Regions from separate parts of the Mus musculus genome. Here all the other regions are linked to region 2. The links are chromatin contacts, called in public Micro-C and promoter capture Hi-C maps. All regions are on one chromosome and are shown on one strand. Each heading gives the region's core, a stretch centred on a gene start, on an enhancer-like site or on the middle of the called end of the contact. The rest is flanking DNA. Distances are from core to core; before and after follow the strand shown.

Region 1 (4,385 bases), core at 868-3,367, 1.2 Mb after region 2:
ATTATTCCCGTATGTACAAGCTAATCAGAGGATCTTAGAATTTTTAAACCCATTTGTGCATTTTTGGGTTTTATAGGGTTAATTCTACAAAGGGCTAGAATAAAAAGGGAAAAATAAAAATAGAATGCATGTGAATTATGGGAATTATTTTCATATATTTGAAATAGTTAAAAGAGGTGAACTCAACTCAGATTTTGCATTTTGACACCTGGGAAATTCTCTTAAGTCCCTCAGAGGACTCTCGTCCATCTTGGTGAGAAAGAACAAAGGGACAGGTACAAGTTTGCTTGACAGCAATGGTGGTCATTCACACCTAGCTCTAGATCGTGAGCAGGGTCCCCATCACTGAGAAGAGTAGATAACCCAAATTTGTGTTCCCTGAAAGTCTGTAAAGCAAACACAAGCCTAGTAGAGGGAAAATGATCCCACTCTAGACTCCATTTATAGCCACTTCCAACCTTACTCTTCTCTAAGTAACTTTCCTTATGTGTGTCTCCATATTTCTCTCTCCTCTGTCAGTCATAGATAAAACACTAATGCAGACATAACCCTAGCACAGGAACCCCCTGAGGCTGTAATAATCTCTTTCCCACCTAGCGTCCAGTCTTAGAGGTCAAGTCCTTATAGGGAACTTCTCGATAGTTGCACAAGAAGCTTTGGTCTTCTCAACTCTTGGTTTGAGACAGGACTTGAGGAGACTTTTTTACCTGCCTTTTTTGTTGTTGTTTTTAAGAAAAGTAATAATTTATAAAAGGTCACAAAACGTATATAGTCCCACTTGTGAGTTCCCAAAAGAAATTACACAATGTTTCCAGAGAGTCTGGCTTTAGGAAAGTTTTAGAAACAGGCACTGTTCACTGCTGTTCAGAGAATATGGTAAGTTACATCTATTTTCTTAGTTTCTATTTCTTATTTCTGACTTGGATGAAAATGATAGTAACTCTTTCCAAGACCTCTTTAATACAAAGCTTATGGTTAGAACCAAGCTCATTAAACAAATCTTTGTCCAGTGCTGTTCATATTGCCACCCCACATATTTTCAGTTTCTGAAAAACTTAACAAAGAAAATGGAAAATCTATTCTTATTTCACTTTCCTCTTGCTAATTAAGAGGTATTGTTCATTATTATCATTATTTTTAATAGAATACTAGATAGGACTGGAGAGATGACTCAGAGTTCTTGCTCCTTTTGCAAAGAGTCTGTGTTAATTTCCCAGGACCCACATTTGGCAGCTCATACTGCCTGTAATTCTGGCCACAGACGTGCAGTGACTGTCTCCATGAGCACATGTATGTATGTGTCTACACATATACATATACATCATAAACATATGCATATATATATATACATCACATACATATATACAACATACATATACATCATATACATATGCATATACATATACATCATATACATATACACATACACATACACATATACATCATATGCATATACATCATATACATATACATATACGTCATATACATATGCATATACATCTATATCCAGCATACACATTTACATAGCTAAATCTTAAAAGTATGACATACTAAACACAAGTTTTCCAGGAGTTTATCTAGATCATTTCCTCCCACTAATCAATGTTAGAAAAGTGGCAGTTATATTTACTGAGTTAAAACCAAATAGGGAACCTTAAGTTAGAGAAGGAAATAGGTTGAACAGACTTGGCTTCCACCTAGAAATTCTAACAGATCAGGTCCAAAGGCTTTCTAGGATGACAGGACTCTTAGATATAAGACACATGCATATGTTAGGCACAGCATACCCTCCTTGCTGTTCTCGGTGCTTCTCTTAGGTCACAGATGGACTTTTATCACAGTTGTTCTCTCTGCGAAAAATGCCACCTTAGGGTTCCTGCACTTGAGAGTGCAGGAAGTGCAACTGAAGATCAAGTGAAATAGAACAAATAAATGGACTGACTGGAAGGTCCTAACAAAAGCCCTCACAGGTAGTTCTCATCCTGTGTATCTGATGACTCCATGTACCTCTGTGATGCAGATCCTATGAGCATACAGGATGTGACTGCCCAAGATGCCATAGTTGATATGGGAATCTCCCTGAGGGTAGACTGAGGGTAGCTCCTTACATGGCCGGCTGAAGCACTGCTGGAGTGCTAAAGAGAGGTTACTGGCTGAGGAATTAGACACTTACATTGTTGTGTAATAATTGGTGGCATTCATTTTTCATCACGCTGCTCTCCTTTTGAGGAATTCAGATAAACAAGTTAGTTGCCTTTTTCCAGATGCCTCATGGGGTACCAGTGCATCTCTGAGCCCTACAGCGGAACGAAGAAAATGTCAATGTACCAATAAGCAAGAAAGGGTGGTGTCCCTCGTTTTTATGTGTATTTCAGAGTACTTCTGATCCTTGAATAGGGCTTCTGTCGCCGTGGAGATGGGACTCCAGGTTTCTTCCACATTAACTACATGCCCTTTGAGAAGCTTCCTCTGTAAGAATCCAGATGTTCTGTGGCAGCAGAAGTTTTTCAAGGGACGTGCCATCTAGCGGCCGCCATTGTGAAGTGCAGCCTGCCGCTCAGCTGGCCCGTTGCTAAGGGCAGCAGCTGCAGCAGTTCATCTCCCTGTCTGAGGCAGAGAATCATGGGATGTTTACACTGAGAGCGACCTCCAGAGATTTCCTGTCAAGACATCTGCCTCCAACCAGCACGAACAATATGTCTTATGCTTATAGTGTTGTAAAAAAACAGTTACAAATAGTACCACATTTTAATTCTCACACCAGCCCCATGAAAGTTGATGTAATCATTATTTCCGTTTTAAAGATGAAGCTATGATCACTCATAACTTAAGTTTCTTGAGCACAAATCACAATATCTCCCCTTCAAGTCAACCATTTGCTGACCTCAGGAAAATATGTGGGCATTTAGAGACTTAAAAGAGACGTATCTAGTCCATCCTACATCTGAGTTTTTGCTGGAAAATCAGGCCAGTGTTTGGAGCTGAATTTACATAAATAGCTTTGAGTTATGAGCAAGTTTATTCTACCTGAAAATTTATCTCCAAAATTCTCTGTCAATGGACAAATCAAAGGGTCTGTGTGAAGGTCTCAGAAAGAATTGCCATGAGCCAACTATGGAGAGGAGGGGCTGAGTCCAGCAGCTGGGTTGATGAGGCACCTGGGAATACAGGAGAGGAGAGGGTATCAGAACAGGACTTGTAAGAAGAAATTAAGCCAGATATAACGGCGATGTGAAGTCACTGGGCACATCTAAAGTTCCTGCTTTAAATATTCAGCAGTCTTTGGGGAAGGAAATGAATTAGCCAATAGGGCCATCAGACAGCTGAATGAAAAGAGTGTTTGAAAGTAGGGGAGGGGGGGATCCACTATTTACTTACTCAGCAACCATTAGAGACTCTAGTTTCTCACAGAGGTTGAAAGCTCTGTGTCTGAAATCCTCTGACCTACTCTTGTGAGCATACATTTAAGCATGTTTGTGTGTGTCCATGGGGAGGGTGTGTGATCCACATGTCTATGCATATGTGTGGAGGCCAAGGTCAACGCCCTGTGTCTTTAAAGCTCAGGGGCTGTTCACCTTGTATTTTGAGGAATGGTTTTTTCACAGAATCTGGAGCTCATTGATTTGGCTAGCCTGGTTGCCTAGCAAGTATCAGGAATGTCCTTGTCTTTGCCAACCCAGCCCTAGGATTATAGGCCTGCACAGTCAGGGTAAGGTCTAAGTGTTTAGTGACTGAGCCACCTCCCCCCTACCCCCACAATCATGAAACATACTCCAATCTACCTATCATCTACTTCATTTCATCCTCTCAGGTAGATGCTGGAGGACAGTGCTCTCAGCAACCTGTATCATCCCAGGGTAATCTTAGGCTGAGTTGCAATCCTGTGGGATTGAGTTTAGAAAGGGAGATATTGCCATTGGAGGCCTGGACTTGTAGGCTGCAATAGCAATTGGGGATGTTTTTTTTTCAGATATTTGCTTGATAAATAAAAAATATGTATTTATAAAGGAAAAAGCTATATCCATATTTAGGGGGGCTGTAAAAATTGGTTTCTTTGATTGAAGACAGACAGGAATAGGAGTCTTTCTACACAGACATCCTCTCTACTGAGTTCTCTGAAATCATATTCAGAGCTTTTATACATGGAGGTTGGAAAGAGATTTCCCTTCCTCCAATATAGGCTGCCTCTGGTGCCAGATGAGTCCTAGATAGGAAATCAAGCAGGATGTAAGCTCTGTGGTACTGCCTCTAAGAATTGGGAGGGGGTCAGAGAAAGAGGGGACTAGACTGCTCCTGGTGCTGCACTGAGGGATGAGCCGAACAGGTCACATGTGCTGCATCTTCTCAAGCTCATGCCTATGCCTCAGCCTGCTCTTTACCCAAGG
Region 2 (4,631 bases), core at 1,881-4,380:
GAGAGAGAGAGAGAGAGAGAGAGAGAGAGAGAGAGAGAGAAAGGGAAGGAAAGAGAGGAGAGAGAGAGGGGGGGAAAAGGAAGGAGGGAGGAAGAGAGAGAGAAAGAAAGAGGGAGGAGAGAAGGGAGGTAGGGAAGAAGGGAAGGAGGAAGAAAGGAAGGAAGGAAGGAAGGAAGGAAGGAAGGAAGGAAGGAAAGAAAGAAAGAAAGGAAGGAAGGAAGGAAGGAAGGAAGGAAGGAAGGAAGAAAGAAAGGAAGAAAGGAAGGAAGGTCGGACAGAAAGTAAATTGTTGGTACTAAACTCAAGCCTAAACCATTGAACAGAGCAACTAAAAATATGCCAAACTACTACAAAGACCTATTCTCAATTCACAACACAATTAGTTTTGCAAAGGACTGCAGACATAGCTAGAGAGCGAGTAATCCAAGTAAAACAGTGTATAGTTTTTGGTTGAATACAATCTCATTTGAACCCACAAGAAGTTACAGAAAAAAGGTCATTCTAATAGTAAGCTACATTTATAAAATTACGCAAGGTTATAACAGCTTCAATATACAAGTGGAATAAAATTGTCCATCACTATATTTCAATTTTTAAAGCAAAGGAGCATATGGTTGTTGTCTTCAAATGGAAGAGATCTTACACACACACACACACACACAGACTGTATTTAAATTATTGTTTTAGAAAAGAAAAATAGGATGGAGTTAGAGTAAAGTTGCTGAATAGCAGATTTGACAATACAGAACTTCATCCCAAATATAAAGACCTTAAGGGTATAACATTTATTATCTCAAAATTAAGTTTGAAGTCAGCACCACTGAATGTTTTTACACAAAGGAAGCATGCATGGCCTATTTCTTGGTGTATACACTATACTGCAACCATGCTCACAATTATCTGTTCCACCAAAACATAAATTCTAACAGAGAGGATCCCACAAAGTCTATTTCAGAATATTGTCTATTCCTGATATACAACAAATGTTCATTGAGTTAAAAGGTGAATGAACTGTATATAAATTATTTCTACTAAGTAACTATGTCATTCTTTATCAATTAGCGTTATGACCACCAAGCAGGTCTTCAAAGAAACATTGGCTTATGGTATTACCACACTGAGTAATTAAGATTCTACTCAAAGGTGAGGAAAGTAGGGATGGTATATATAAACAGAATCTATTTTAGTAAGTGCTAAGAAGCATAGTTAGACTGACTTAACCTTTATTTGAAATATATTAACTACATTTTCCTTGGCAAACCAGAGAAAGCCTAAGTGTTGATATTTGTATCTTGAAAACCTTTTTAAAAAATCTATAGGTATAATAATAAGCTGGGGGTATAGTTCAGTGGTACTTCCTGGCATGTACCATGCTATCAAAACTAAAACAAAACAAAAGAAAACAAAAAGCATACAGAGAATCTTTAGAAAACCCAATTATTTAAAGATACAAAACACTGAGCAAAATGCTCTAACATTTGGCTGCCAGGAGAAGGTATGTATGCCTAAAGAAAACTTGGACAATAAGAAATTACAAATTATGAGATCATATTTGAATCCTAACTGGGTTAATCCTTCATCATCTGCTTAAAATTATATTTGTATGACTTTACAAGAAATCCTTCCACAAAGTTGTTGACAAAATAAAGCATTCTACGTCAACCAGTGAATTTCACTCCCTAATTCCAGCTCTAATAAACAGTACTGAGAAGAATAAGGGTTGAACATGCTGTTCTGAACATCAACGATTACAGGTAGATTTTATTCTCCATCATCTTAGCAAATCATGTCAATGTGTCCCGTACTTAATCTCTAAATTGAAGTAAACATGAAACACACAGCTGAGTTAATTCTGGAGTTTGGTGGCTGGATCCTAAAGAAGCCCCCAGGCGTGTATACTAACAGAGACCAGTCACCTAAGGGAATTACTGTGCGAGGGGGAACACATTAAATGTAGGCAAGTAATGATTCAGCTACAGGTACTCTGTACAGGTCACGCAGGGAAGTTTTGGAAATCCTTTTTTTTGTACTGAGCTCATCTAAAATGGAAAACAAGATGCTGTAAGCATCACACCTGTGTGATACTAACTGCACAATATGCTCCTTAAAAGCAAGGCAAATTCCACTCCACTCCAACTCCATGCTCTCAGAATAAGAGGAAAATACACATCGGTACCACTTACCTTACCCAATTCGAATCAAGCTACTTGTGAAACATTTCTGTTGCCAATCTTCTGGGTGCGTTTGTCATAAATAGGCATTTGCCTCTCCCCGGAAAAAAGCAATTGTGAGGGTCAGATAAGAGGGTTGACCTCACGAAGATGTCCTGGCCCCCCTATACCCGTCAACCGAAGGGGACAGCGTGGTTATCATCGGCCCAGAAAGCCCGACAGGAGCAGCAGGATGAGCGGATCCCACAAGGGCAGCCTCCCGCTGCCGAACAGCACGGCGCTTCTCAATACCTCAGAGCCTCATTCACCTCAGCATCTCGGTATCTCAGCGCCCTAGTACCTGAGCATCTCACTCAGTACCTCAGCGCCTTAGTAACTGAGTCTCCTCAGTGCCTCAGAACCTCAGCGCCTCATTTACCTCAGAGACTCAGCACCTCAGTGTCTAAGTACCTAAGTCTCCTCTGTGCCTCAGAACCTCAGCGCCTCATTATCACCTCAGAGACTGAGCGAGTTGGCGTCTAAGTACCTCAGCGCCTTAGTACCTGAGCATCTCACTCAGTACTTCAGAGCCTTAGTACCTGAGCATCTCACTCAGTACTTCAGAGCCTTAGTGCCTGAGCATCTCACTCGGTACCTCAGCGCCCAAAGTGTGTAGGCCAGTGCTCGCGAGGGCCGCACGCCGCGCCTAGGCCGGTGTCCCGCATTAGCTTCCCTTACAGTCCGGACCCGCAACCCGCACCTCGGCCTCCTGGGCCCTGCGCTCGCTCGCGGGGCGTCTTCTCCGCGCATCGCTTGCCTTCCACTTACCTTCGATCGCCATGATGCGCTCGCCATGGACCGCACCAACCACGCAGGGAGAGCGGGGGTAAGTGCTGGAGCTTGCTCTTCTTAGGCCTCGGGCCAGAGGGGCGGGAACGCCCCGGGGCCAGGCAGCTGGGCCTCCAGGAGCTGGGGCGGGGCGGCGGGGTGGGGTCGAAGCTCCGGAGCAGGCGGCGCAGGAAGCGGAACCTTCCACGGTCGCGCACCGTCGGCACGTGACACCGCCCCGCCCCCGGCCCCTCTAGGCCCCGCCCCTCGCAACAACTATAGTTTGGCCCACAACCTCGACTTAACCCATTCCCATCTACCTTCCCAGGCCCCGCCCCCGAAATATCCACAACCCCGCCTACCACCCTGACCCGCCACGCCCGCCTCTTGCTGGCCACGCCCTCACCTCCCCCAACCCCCTCTCCCCCAGCCAGTGCAGGGTCTCAGGCGGGCGTTCCCAACAGGTGCAGACAGAGCAGAGAGCAGCCTCAGCAGCCAGCCTTCACCAGGCTTCCAGAGCGGCTGGACAAGCGGTCAGGACCACGGACAGGTCTCCGCACCCAGGAGGTGCCAGATTCCCTCTCAGCGAAGATCTATTCAGTTTGGTTTGGTTTGCCTGAACACTCACCTCAGATTTCAGCCAGCCAGTAGAGACAGCTTCGTGGCACAGCAAACCAGAAAGAGGGATCGTGAGGATAGTCTCTGTCTCTCCCTCCTTCCCTCTCTCTCTTCAGCCTCATTTCTAATGTGACCCAACTCCACAGGAGCCTGATGCCTCCTTGGAGGAACGAGTTCCCCATTTGTCTATGCATTGCAAGCACACATTTGAAGCCACACAATTGTAGGTGTTGCACAGACGTCTTGACAAAGGGCCTGAAATGCATGTCATGTACCCATTTTTAAGTTTGCAAGCCCTTGAGCATGTGAACACCCAAAAGCCAACCCCGAGCAAACTAGCTACCTAATCAGCCCCTCTCCACTGTTTATCCCGCTTCGTTTGGGTACTTTAAAGGCCGGATGGAGGAGCCTAGAAGGATAGGGGATTAGTGATTCTTCCTTGTGGAGAAGATGGTCACTCCTAGAACAGGTGGCTATATTAAGGACAGAAACAAAGAAGAAAATATTTTCCACTTATTATGTGAGGTTGGACTGTAATCTAGAGCAGAAACTGCCTTTCATTGCTTTTATATAACTTCTCCCTCAGTCGATTGATGCTCAATAGGCATCGATTCTTTAACATTTTTTTTCTACATTTGCTTATTTATTGGGGCAGGACCTTCGTGTGAAGGTTAAAAGACAGTTTGCAGAAGTTTGTTCTCATCACCATATGACCTCCAGGGATCAAAATCAGGTTGTCAGCCAGGCTTGGTAGCAAACATCTTTACCTTCTGAGACTTTTCCCTGACCCTGTTCTTTAATGTTTTGACTAGTCCAGTGAATATCTGTTGATCTAGGCATCATATAGAGAACTGGCTGCAGGGGTAGAGGAGATGGATCAGTTGATAAAGTGCTTGTTGCACAAGCATGAGAGCTTGAGCTCAATCCACACCTTTTTTTTTTTTTAAGTAGCATGCTTGTTATCCTAACTCTGTAGAACTGAGATAGGCAGATCCTTGAAGTTCATTGTTAAGCCAGTGTAGACTAACTGATGAA
Region 3 (4,315 bases), core at 991-3,490, 1.1 Mb before region 2:
AGTTGAGTTGGCTGGCCATTGTGACTTCTCTACACTTTGGGGCTGTGCTGCCCCACCCTCTACCAGGCGATGAGGGAATAAAGCAGCCTTTTGGGAGACAGCTTGAATGTGAGACAGCCTCCTCAGCTGTGGCTGCTGTCGGAAGCAGAAATGGTTTTTATGGTGAAACATCTTCAAACATCTTCCAGGCTGGTCTGTTTAGTCCCTGTGGGGGCAAGACCCAGTTGGCAAGGGAAACCTGCCTTATTATTTACCTAGTGTTTAAAGCAGTAGTTCTCAACCTGTGAGTCACGACCCCTTCGGGGGTCAAAGGACCCTTTCATGGGGAGATGGGGGTTGCCTAAGACCATTGGAAAACAGATATTTACATTCAGATTCGTAACAGTAGCAAAATCATTGTGAAGTAGCAATGAAAGGGTAGCATTAGGAAGGTTGAGAACCACTGTTTTAAAGGAATCTGTCTCAATAAAGGGCCATTGTAGGAGGCAAAACGGTCCCCAGCTGCCCAGTGACTTAAGGATACTTTAAGTGCCTTCCAAATTTAGACTTCTATATAGGCAGGCTGGGAGAAAGTTTGAAGCTGTGCTTCCCACTTTGTGCGCATGGGGTGACTACTGGAGTTCCAGAGTCCAATCTAAGCCCTGCTATCATGCTTATTCAAATTCAGCATCTCAAAGTGGATTTCACTGTTTTCCCATTTCCCAAGAAATGCCACTTAAGGCAGGATTTCCCTCACCGGCTTCGAAACATACCTGTTAATCCTCCCCTTTAGCTCTCTTGCCGCCCAATACCCAGTCCGTCACCAGGTTCTATTTATTCTCTTACCCGCCTAGCTTTCCAGTCTGGGTGCTGGGATGAGAACAAGGTGTACAAAGTGAGAGGCAATCTTGGAATAGGATTTTCCGCTGAGCGGTGGTGGCGAACACCTTAATCCCAGCACTCAGAAGGCAGAAGCAGCTGTATCTCTGAGTTCAAGGACAGCCTGGTCTAAAGAGGGAGTTCCAGCACAGCCAGGGTTTACTCACAGAAACTGTTCAGAAAAGCCAAAAGGAAATTTTTTTCATGCAAAAGAACACAGTGGGCCATGAATATCTCAATGCAATAGCTGGTACCCAGAGGGTCCTTCGAAAGGCAGGTTTGGCGACTCAACAGAGGCCTCTCTGATGATTATAGCCTCCATTGGGGTGTGGGGGGCTTTACCCACATAGATGTGCACACATCCACTGTTCTCGCTTGGAGGACGAACTCCATAGAGTTTTAGCCAACTCAGCAAGGGTGTTTGGTTCCTCGTGCCTCCCCACCATCTTCTTTTGTATTCTGGTCGCCCCTCCCCCTCCAAACAGCCCACACAAGGGTTCGGAGGTTTAAAAACCTATAAATAGTGTGAAATCACAGAGCCTTGGAATTTTAGCTAGAAGGAAGCAGAAGAGTTCCACTTGCCCAACCCTTCCCTGTATTGATGAAGAAACAGGTGTAGCGAGATTAGGTGACTTGCCCAAGTCACGCAGCAGGCTCCCGCCCCAAGTCAGCACTCCACACTTTAAGAGTGTCAGCGACAAGCTGACTTCACACGGTTGCCCTGGGGAGGGGTGGGGGGTGGCCGTGCGGGTGACCCCTGGATGGAAAGTGTTCCTGAGGCTAAGGTTGTGCTGCTAGCAACCAGTTCCTAACTCAGCTCCTCACTCGGCCGCGGCCGCGCCCCCGCCGCCGTCCGCACAGCCCACACTCCCCGCCCCTCCTGGGCGCCGACCTGTCACCCAGCCGCCCCCACGTGCACCCAGCTCCCAGGATCAAAGTCTGGGGCGGCCGGGCCGGCAAAGGGGAACCGCGGCCCGGAACCCGCACCGCGGGAAGCGGCAACTGCTCACTGCGCCCCAGGGCTCGGCGCCACCGCCCTGCCGCCTGCCCACCGCTGCACGCGGCCCGCGCCCACCCTCCCCCGTACCGCCCGCCGCTGCACCCGGCCGCGGCCCCCGGCCCACGCCCGGCTCCCCAGTGCACAGGCCCCGCCCCCAGCTCCCGCGGCCGCGCCCCGCCCCCTCCCGCCCCTCCGCCGCGCTAGCCAATAGAGGCCGAGGAAGGGCGGGACGCCGGGGCTGTCGTGAGGCAGCTCTGGCCAATGGGGAGGCGAGCCGGGCCTGGGGGGCGGGGCACCGGGGCCTTGTCACGCTCGGGTCCGTGTGAAAACGGGGGTTCCGAGTGCAAAGCAAAGTTTTTTTGTAAACCGTCTGCAAAGGAGGGGGGGCGAAGACGGCGGACGCCTCCGGGCCGAGCGCAGTCGCCGCGGACGCCGTCTCCCGAGCGCTTCGGTCCGATGCTCGGCAGCCCCTCGGCACGCAGTGGCCCGCCGCGCCCTCCGCCTCGCCAGCCCAGCCGAGCGCCGGCGCTTGAGTAGCTGCGCGGCCGGCGGTTTCCCCACAGCGCCGCTCCCGTTCCCGCGTCAGCGCCGAGCCTCAGGCCGCCGCCATGGGCTGCTGGGGCCGCAACCGCGGCCGGCTGCTGTGCATGCTGCTGCTGACCTTCATGTTCATGGTGCTGGAGGTGGTGGTGAGCCGGGTGACCGCGTCGCTCGCCATGCTGTCCGACTCCTTCCACATGCTGTCGGACGTGCTGGCGCTCGTAGTGGCGCTGGTGGCCGAGCGCTTCGCCCGGAGGACTCACGCCACGCAGAAGAACACGTTCGGCTGGATCCGCGCTGAGGTGATGGGCGCACTGGTGAACGCCATCTTCCTCACGGGGCTGTGCTTCGCCATCCTGCTGGAAGCCGTCGAGCGCTTCATCGAGCCGCATGAGATGCAGCAGCCGCTCGTGGTGCTGAGCGTCGGCGTGGCGGGGCTGCTGGTCAACGTGCTGGGGCTCTGTCTGTTCCACCATCACAGCGGCGAGGGCCAGGGCGCGGGCCACGGCCACTCGCACGGCCACGGCCACGGCCACCTCGCCAAGGGCGCGCGCAAGGCGGGCCGCGCGGGGGTCGAGGCGGGCGCGCCGCCGGGCCGGGCGCCGGACCAGGAGGAGACCAACACGCTGGTGGCCAACACCAGCAATTCCAACGGGCTGAAGGCGGACCAGGCAGGTGAGCGCCACAGTGTTCGGGACAGGCGCCCCCTGGCGACCGCGGTGGGTGCCACGCCCCGCGCCCAGGTGCGCGGTGGTTTCGTGCCCACTGAACAAGTTTGATAATGATGTGCTGGGGGTGTGTGGGCCCTGGTTAAAGGCGGCCTTTGTGAACGGGAGTGTGTGTTTCCCTGAACCGACCACCTAATCCGGAAAATCACTGTTTAGGGACCTGCCAAGGCACGTTGCACCCTCACCTCCTCGGGTTGGCATAATGGTGCTCGACCCAGTGGTGATGTATTACTCTCGTGGTTTTAACGAGCGTTTTTCATCTTGAGCACGTGTGCTTGATGGTAATTTGGAAGGTAAGTGTTGAAAAGAAATGAGAAAGAACCTACCACCCTCGATGTTAACATTGTGTGTATCTTCCAGTTTTTCTTGCCACTTGTATCTGGTTAGGTTACTTACGGAGGCAGCTTACCTTCTCCAATGCATAGGAACATGTTTGGAAGTTCAGGTGGTGCGTGGGAAAGGAGAAAGAGAAGCTCCTCAGGTGTGCCCTCTGACGGGAACTTTCAGGTTACTTAGTGATTGTTGACTTCCAACTTTGTTGATAGCTTCAGGTTGTTTTGTTGGTTTGTTTTTGGTTCCTCTAGACGGGTTTCTCAGGATAGCCCTGGCTGTCCTGGAACTCACTCTGTAGGACAGGCCGGCCTCAAACTCACAGATTACCTCCTGCATGTCTCTCTGGGGTCAAGGCCTGCACCCCCAGCAATAGACCCAGGTTGTTGATTTGTCAGTTTGTGAACCCTTCTACAAAGACGCTATGTTTTATGTTCTTGACGATGATTTTACGTTAGAGCTGCTTTTCTCAGTCTGTCTAGTGCCACTGACAGAGACCCTCACATCAGGTTTGTTCCTGTCAGAGGACATCCCTTCAGTGATGCTTACTGATTGCCTAGAGTTTTGTTTCTCTTGTATGTTTCAGAGAGGTGACGCAGTGTTTACACGACCCCATCCCAGCAGTGAGGGCAGGTGAGAGGTGGGAAGGAACAAGGAGCAGTAGCCCAGTGACACAGTGGACTCTCCGCTGTTGGGTACTGGCGGGACCCAGGGCTAGCTCACTGTGGGTTGCTCTCAGCACACTGTCATTGTCACAGCTTTATGAAACAAGTTTAAACTCACTCACTGCCAGACAAGATGTTTCTGTGGACACTTTAAATGTGCTTAGTGAAAATTGTATTGTTTTGTTGTAGAGCCA

The links. Promoter capture Hi-C pulls out the DNA fragments that hold promoters and counts their contacts. Hi-C and Micro-C count contacts between places; a contact is called where the count stands out from the background.
Region 1: a promoter capture Hi-C map of liver shows a contact between it and region 2, with 5 times the contacts expected there. The contact joins the promoter of 4930503O07Rik here to the promoter of Syt14 in region 2. A contact is called at or near these places in 2 of 39 promoter capture datasets (the 3T3-L1 cell line and liver).
Region 3: a contact with region 2 is called in a Micro-C map of embryonic stem cells, with 9 times the contacts expected there. The contact joins the promoter of Slc30a1 here to the promoter of Syt14 in region 2. A contact is called at or near these places in 1 of 39 promoter capture datasets (hippocampal neurons), 1 of 484 Hi-C or Micro-C datasets (embryonic stem cells) and 1 of 115 datasets of contacts at active chromatin or transcription factors (embryonic stem cells).

The regions. Positions count from the first base shown.
Region 1 is chr1:194,220,642-194,225,026 of GRCm38.p6, forward strand. 4930503O07Rik (RIKEN cDNA 4930503O07 gene) reads right to left here and starts at 2,118. Exons shown (of 3, transcript NR_040477.1): 1 at 1,788-2,118.
Region 2 is chr1:193,032,645-193,037,275 of GRCm38.p6, forward strand. It overlaps Syt14 (synaptotagmin XIV), which reads right to left and starts at 3,131. Exons shown (of 8, transcript NM_181546.3): 1 at 2,979-3,131. The coding sequence starts at 2,991.
Region 3 is chr1:191,904,541-191,908,855 of GRCm38.p6, forward strand. Slc30a1 (solute carrier family 30 (zinc transporter), member 1) reads left to right here and starts at 2,241. Exons shown (of 2, transcript NM_009579.3): 1 at 2,241-3,073; 2 at 4,311-4,315. The coding sequence starts at 2,467. 1700034H15Rik (RIKEN cDNA 1700034H15 gene) reads right to left here and starts at 2,987. Exons shown (of 5, transcript NR_030669.1): 1 at 2,520-2,987.